Regions from separate parts of the Mus musculus genome. Here region 1 is linked to region 2. Evidence: chromatin contacts called from public Hi-C data. All regions are on one chromosome and are shown on one strand. Each heading gives the region's core, a stretch centred on a gene start, on an enhancer-like site or on the middle of the called end of the contact. The rest is flanking DNA. Distances are from core to core; before and after follow the strand shown. Region 1 holds the start of Akr1c14 (aldo-keto reductase family 1, member C14). Region 2 has its middle 48 kb from the start of Akr1c14.

The links. Hi-C and Micro-C count contacts between places; a contact is called where the count stands out from the background.
Region 1: a Hi-C map of liver shows a contact between it and region 2, with 2.9 times the contacts expected there. The contact joins the promoter of Akr1c14 here to the enhancer-like site in region 2. A contact is called at or near these places in 6 of 484 Hi-C or Micro-C datasets (liver, nephron progenitors and uterus), 1 of 115 datasets of contacts at active chromatin or transcription factors (liver) and 2 of 9 other capture datasets (adipose tissue and pancreatic islet).

The regions. Positions count from the first base shown.
Region 1 is chr13:4,057,372-4,061,143 of GRCm38.p6, reverse strand. It overlaps Akr1c14 (aldo-keto reductase family 1, member C14), which reads right to left and starts at 1,553. Exons shown (of 9, transcript NM_134072.2): 1 at 1,429-1,553. The coding sequence starts at 1,512.
Region 2 is chr13:4,009,360-4,013,318 of GRCm38.p6, reverse strand. No RefSeq gene overlaps it. Among named protein-coding and RNA genes, the nearest start is that of Akr1c14, 48 kb to the left of the region's middle. Within about 2 kb of position 2,323, at least 2 of the 459 cell types and tissues checked have an H3K27ac peak or open chromatin away from gene starts, as enhancers often do. A contact at or near this core is called in liver, where this site is marked.

The DNA.
Region 1 (3,772 bases), core at 304-2,803, 49 kb before region 2:
GACTTGTGGAAAGTAAAACAAAAATGAGTCTGCTTTAAATACTACCTGGATCTGATTCATCTTACCAACAAAGACAATAACAAGAATGAAGATGAGTTATAAAATTTTTCTAATTTTTCTATTTTTGTTATTTGTGCACATGCACATGAGAGAGAGAGAGAGAGAGAGAGAGAGAGCATGTTTTTGTGTGTGATCTGAATATCTAAGGAAGTCCTGTGTGTACCTTTTCTCTTCTGCCCTGTGAGCCCAGGGACCAATCAGACTCAATTCATCAAAGGCCCGACAAAATGTTTCAGGAATTGTTTTCTCTAATGTATTCAATCTACGTAAAATAGTATAATTTAGTTTTCCATTTAAAAACACTATTTTATCTTAAGTGTTTTGCCAGCCTGCATGTCTATGTTGCCTGGTGTCAGCAGAGACAAGAAGAGGATTTTGAATCTCCTGGACCTGGAATTACAGACAGTTGTAAGCCACCATGAGGGTGCCAGGACTTGAACCTAGTTCCTCTGCCACAGGAGCCAGTGCTCTTAACCACTGAGCTCAAACACTGAGTTCCAGTTTACACAACGCAGCCCTGCCCTTCTCTAAACTGTACTGACTCCTACAGATTTACTGAAACTAGAGCTGCTGTGATATCTTTGCTCCTTACCTCTCTTTCAAGCATGCATGCTAAGTAAAAATTCTTATCAGAAGAGGTCAAAGTATCTCTATGATCATGTCTTCTGCATGAGAAAATTGCGACTTAAGCTTGCAGTGCCAGTCTTTGCCACGCACTGAGTAAGTAACCAGAGGATGAGATCAGAATGAAAACATTTCCCCAGGAAAACCTCCTGTTGTATTTTGATTCAAATGTCATGAATGGGATCATGGAGCAAGGATTTAGAGTTGCTTTGTTAAATTATAATTAACCCCAAAAATAGTGTTCTATTTTCTTTTTAGGTAAATGCTTCTAAAGTGAAAGTAGGAAAGAAATTCTACTTCAGTGCAGGTCTGAAGTTTGTGCTGTGGACTCAGACTCTGCTCTTTGTCTGATCATTTGTCATAAACTCCAATAAGTTCTACTACAAATTTGTTTTCTGGCTTCTGAGAGGAATAGTTATTTGAAGCACAGAAAGAAAAAAAAATCCATGTCACTAATCCTTTTGTAATCAATTCAAAGCACAGCAGTAGTACTGATTGGTTTTCATTTACTGTAAAATAGACTGAAACTAAAGGAGAAACAGAGCAGAGCCCAGAATAAACAATATTGTCCACATGATAAGTCTCCAAGGAACAGTAACAAGTCTGACTCCTCTATTACACATGAATAGCTGTAATCTGCAGACCTGATGTCTAATGTGAGCCTGAAGCAAACAGGAGCAAATCTAAAAGCACATCCTTGATCTCTTCTCCTATAAACTCTTAAGCCCAAGACACAACTCTTACCTTATCGGGCACAGTGGTTCCAAACCCCAGTGCAGGGATGAAGTGACCATCGTTTAGTACCACACGTGGGGATACAGAATTCATAGCTTGTTACTCATGCAACCACGCAGGTCTTGAGACTTCTGTTTTCACAGGATAAACGCCAGGAAAATTGCTACAGCTCCTTAAATATCTCCTGGAAAGTTAAACAATGGCATGTGGGAGGAGCCAGCTTAAAGCAATAGTCCAGAGACAAAAACTGGAGGCTGTCTGCATGTGTATGAGAGTGAACTCCAATAAATCAAGAAAGCATGAAAATGAAACCATGAATTTCTTGTAGAAGAAAAGGTTCTGTTCACAGTCCATGCTTAATTGTGTAAATTGTTAAGGGGAAACTGATGGACAGCAATCAATCACAGGTTACCTAGAAAGTAACTTCAGCTACTGGGCTCTGGTTTTCATTTGAAAAGAGTATCTCTTCTTTACTTTCTAAACAGTAAAAGTCTCATTGTGACATTTCCACCCAGACACAATGTTTCTTGATCAAGCTTACCCACTGCCCCTCCTGTTCCCTCTCTGGCCCCCTAAATAGTCTCTTCTCCTTTTATGTCTTTTTTCAAAAACCAAACACCATCTGTGGGGAACACACAAGCTATTTGCCTTTCTGAGTTGGGGATTTTATGTTTAACAAGATGATTTTCACCTAGTCCATTCGTTTTGGTGCAAATGATATGATTTTGTCTGTCCTAAATAAAGCTCTGTTGCAGGAAATATTTAAAAAATGAACTGGCACGTTCCTACTCTTGTGCCTCTGCCCCAGCGGCCTGGCTGACCATGCACTGGTGGGCAACAGCCAGCCTGTTTCTATCTTGTGGAGACTGACTCAAAACTCCACAATCTCTCCACCCAGCTCTCGGGTTCCCACTGGCAGTTGCTACCACGCCAACCCCGTGCTTCAAATCCCCCATGCCTTTGTGGTGCACATCTGGCAATCCCATGCTTTGCCACCATACCTTTCTTGAACCCATATGAGCCACCGAGTGAAGGAAAACGCAACACAAACTCAGTTCAGAAACAATGGTAACTCAATCTCTGGGTGCAACAACTAAAACCTAATCTTGTAAACTAGCCAGCCTGGTTTACAGAGTGAGTTCCAGGACAGCCAAGGCTACACAGAGAAACCCTGTCTCGAAAAACTAAAAAAAAAAAAAAAAAAAAAAAAAAAAGTAAAATCCAATTACTGGCTGAGATAAGAGCACTGACTGTTCTTCAGAAGGCTCAGTGTTAAAATCACAGCAACCACATGGTGGCTCACAACCACCTGTAACGAGATCTGATGCCCTCTTCTGGTGCACCTGAAGACAGCTACACTGTACTTATTTATAATAATAAATACATTTTTTTTTTAAAAAATCCAATTCCTTGCAAATTTGCCATGATACCAGAAACTCTAGCAACTACATCTTACCTGTCTGCTGTCCCATTCCAAAGAGGGTCTAACTCTCTCCTGCCACCTATTTTTGTCCATCCAACCCAGAAGTCCCTCCTACTTGCCCAGTGATTGGCTCCTTTATTCATTAGGAGACTGGTTCACAAGAAGCCACCTGAGCTTGAGACTCATTCCTCATTCCAGGCAGCCTCTCCCAGGAGAGCAGAATTAACATAAAATACAAGCAGCACAGAGCCATCCACAGCAAAACACTATCTTAAATAGATACCACACATGGCTTTACCCATTTCTCCATTGATTGGCACCTAGACTGATTCCATATCTTGGACATGGTGAATAGCACTTTTAAGACGCCCCGATGAATACTATAGTGGAAGTATAGTATAATAGTGCCCCAGGGAGTGGCACTATTAGAAGGTGTTGGAGAAGGCCCTGTTGGAGTAGGTGTGTTCCTGTTGGAGTAGGTGTGTCCCTGTTGGAGTAGGTGTGTCACTATGAACATGAACTTTAAGACCCTCATCCTAGCTGCCTAGAAGTCAGTATTCTGCTAGTAGTCTTCAGATGAAGATGGAGAACTCTCAGCAACTCCTGAACCATGCCTGCCTGGATGCTGCCATGTTCCCACCTTGATTATAATGGACTGAACCTCTGAACCTGTAAGTCAACCCCAATTAAATGTTGTCCTTTATAAGAGGTGCCATGGTCATGGTATCTGTTCACAGCAGTAAACCCCTAACTAAGACATATAGATGCTATTACTATACTGACTTTGATTCTCTTGAATCTATACGCGGAGCAGAATAGCTGGACCAAAAGAAAATTCTATGTTTTAGTTTTCTGAACCTAAGTTCATGCTGATTTCCATAATGGCTGAAGTAATTTACATTCTTACTAGCCATGTTGAAGGGCCCCACC
Region 2 (3,959 bases), core at 1,074-3,573:
TTTTTATGAGGTCCCATTTGTCGATTCTCAATCTTACAGCACAAGCCATTGATGTTCTCTTCAGAAATTTTTCCCCTGTGCCCATATCTTCGAGTCTTTTCCCCACTTTCTCCTCTATAAGTTTCAGTGTCTCTGGTTTTATGTGGAGTTCCTTGATCCACTTAGACTTGAGCTTTGTACAAGGAGATAAGAATGGATCAATTAGAATTCGTCTACGTGATAACTGCCAGTTGTGCCAGCACCATTTGTTGAAAATGCTGTCTTTTTCCCACTAGATGTGGTTCACTTACACAATGGATTACTACTCTGCTATTAAAAACAATGAATTTATGAAATTCTTAGGCAAATGGGTGGATCTGGAGGATATCATCCTGAGTGAGATAACTCAATCACAAAAGAACTCACATGATATGTACTCACTGATACATGGATAGTAGCCCAGAAACTTAGAATACCCAACATACAATTTGCAAAACACATGAAACTCAAGAAGAAGAAAGACCAAAGTGTGGATACTTCGTCCCTCCTTAGAATTGGGAACAAAATACCCATCGAAGGAGTTACAGAGACAAAGTTTGGAGCTGAGAGAGAAGGAAGGACCATCCAGAGACTGCCCCACCCAGGAAATCCATCCCATAATCAGCCACCAAATTCAGACACTATTACATATGCCAACAAGATTTTGCTGACATGTCCCTGATATAGCTGTCTCTTGTGAGGCTATGCCAGTGCCTGGCAAATACAGAAGTGGATGCTCACAGTCATCTATTGGATGGAACACAGGGCCTCCAATGGAGGAGCTAGAGAAAGTACCCAAGGAGCTGAAGGGGTCTGTAACCCTGTAGGAGGAACTACAATATGAACTAACCAGTACCCCCTGAGCTCATGTCTCTAGCTGCATATATAGCAAAAGATGGCCTAGTCAGCCATCATTGGAAGGAAAGGCCCTTGGTCTTGCAAAGATTATATGCCCCAGTACAGGGGAATGCCAGGTCCAGGAAGAGGGAGTGGGTGGGTTGGGGAGCAGGTTGCAGGGAGGGTATAGTGGACTTTCGGGATAGCATTTGAAAGGCAACTGAAGAAAATATCTAATAAAAAATTGTTAAAAAAAAAAAAAGTATTGACCATTTAAGAACTATTACTCCCACCAGCCTATGTCACAGACAGGAAAACTGAAGCCTATGTCACTGACAAATCAGGGTGTTTTGTCCCAGGTGGCACAGACAATGACTACAGATAAAATTAGAATGCCCTCCATCTCTAAGCACCTTGTCAGTCACTAGATGAGCAGGGCAGGCTGTGAGCAAAACAGCTCTACTGAGCTTCTTACTCTGAGGCTTTCTAAAAATGCAAAGCACTGTGTGGTACTTGTCTTCCAGGTGCTTTGTCATCCAAAACAAAACAGAGGACTCTGATGTGCAACAAGCTCAACAACAGTCATCTCTCATATATGTCAGAGCCCTTGCACAGATGGATAACATTACTCGATGTTTTCTTTTGTGATATTTGATGACGATGGCTTGATTGGTTAGCTTTGAGACAGAATCTCATACAGACCAGGCTGGCCTCAAAATCACTCTTGAATACCTGATCCTTCTCCCTTTACCTCCCAAGTGCTAGGATTACAGGCTTATACCACCACCATGACAGGTTTATATAGTTCTGGAGACTGAGCCCCATGTTCATACATGCTGGGTAAACACTCTACCAACCAAGTTATAGCCCAAGCTCAAACTTCTGCTTTGAACAGTGTCTGACTCAACAACACATAAGAAGGAATTTGCTTATCACGTAGCAGTTGTAACCAGAATACTGAATTCTGGTTCATCCTCATCACTAATAAAGTGGTCCTAATATAGAACCATGGAACTGGCCCAGGGAGATGGCTCAGCAAGTAAATGAGCTTGCCACCCAGAGTGGCAATCTGAGTTCAGTCCACGAAACCCATACAGTAGAAGGAAGAAGTCATGAAGTTCAAAAAAACAAAAAAGTAGGGCGTGGGTCATGGGAAGCATTGCAGAGGAAGTATGAGATGAATACTATCTAAATACATTGCACACAAGTGTGAAATTACCAAAGAATATGCAATTATTAAAAAGAGCAATAGAGCAGGGCAACAAATAGGCAGAACCACACCTCTCCTGCTGCTCCTCCAGATCCCCTCAGTCTCATCTCCAACTGTAGCAGAAAACCTGCTGCAGTCTCCATTTCCTCTCTGACATCACCCTCAATAAATAACAAATATCTTCTCCCCAAAGTCACCCAATTATGCCAACCTCACAACACAAGCAGGCATACCTTGGGAACACACCAGCGAAACAGGCCAGGAAAACAGATCCACAGAAAATGTTTAGCAAGCCACACATAGTCAACACACTTTCCCAAAGTCCAAAGATCAAAACACTCACCGAACAGAGAAAAAAACTAGATTTTTATTGCCCAGACTCCCAATCCCAGATACCTAAATGTCAGCATAAAAACGCAATTAATAACAATCAAGACAGTACGTCTCTACTGGAGCCCAGCTTTCCTACCTCAGCAGGCACCTAATATTCAAACATAGCTGAAACCCAAGGAAAAGACCTAACAATAACTTGTATAAAGATAATATAGACCCTTGAAGAAACCCAGGAAAAGACAAACAATGCAAGGAACAGAATAAAACTGTGCAAGACCTGAATGTGGATATAGAATCAATGCTGGAAATTTAAAAATTGGGAATTTGAACAGGGACTACAGAGGCAAGCATCACCAATAGAATACAAGAAATGGAACAATCTCAGGTGTTGAATATACAATAGAAAAAATGGGTACATTGGTCAAAGAAAATGTTAAATCTAAAAATTTCCTGACACAAAACATCCAGGAGACCTGGCACAGTATGAAAAGACCAAATCTAAGAATAGTAAGAATAGAGCAAAAATAAGAAACCCAGCTCAAAGGCCCAGAAAATATTTTCAAAGTCATAGAAGAAAATATTCCTAACCAAAAGAAGGAGATGTCTATAAAAGTATAAGATGCATATGGATTGGACCAGGAAAGAAAGTACCTTTATATATAATAATCAAAACACTTAACATACAGAAAGAAAGAAATAATATTAGCAGTTACAAGGGGAAAGGACCAAGTAACACCAAAGGCATACTTATTAGAATTACATCTGACCTCTCAGTGGAGATTTTAAAACTAGAAAGGCCTAACAAATGTGCTATAGACTCTAAGAGACCACAGGTCCCAGACCAGAATACTATTATACTCAGCCAAACTCTCAGTCACCATACATGGAGAAAATAAGATATTCCATGATAAAACAAAATTTAAACTCTATGTATCTACAAATCCAGTCCTACAGAAAATGATATACTGCATACACACACCATAAAAATAAGAGTAATCAACACATTGGTCATTGAAATGTCTTAATAGTAATGGTCTCAATTCCCCCAATAAAAAGACACAGACAAAGATAATGGATGCAGAAACAGGACTCGTGATTTTGCTGCATTCAAGAAACACACTTCAATCTCAAAGATAAACATTATCTCAAGATAAAGGATTCAAAAATGATATTCAAAACAAATGGACCTAAGAAACAAGTTGGTATAGCCATTTTAATATCTCACTTCAAACCAAAACTAATCAAAATGGATAGGGAAAGATACTACATACTCATCAAAGAAAACAAAATTCACCAAGATGACAATTTCAATTTTTAACATCTATTCCCTAAACACAAGGGCACCCACCTCTGTAAAAGAAACACTACTATAGCTTAAATCACATATTGACCCTCACACACAGATAGGACAAGATTTCAACACCCTACTCTCACCAATAAACAAGTCATCTAGACAAAAACCAGAGAAATACTGGAGTTAACAGACATTGTATATCAAATGTGTCTAACAGATGTTTACAGATATTTCACTCAAACACCAACGGATAAACATTTTTCTCTG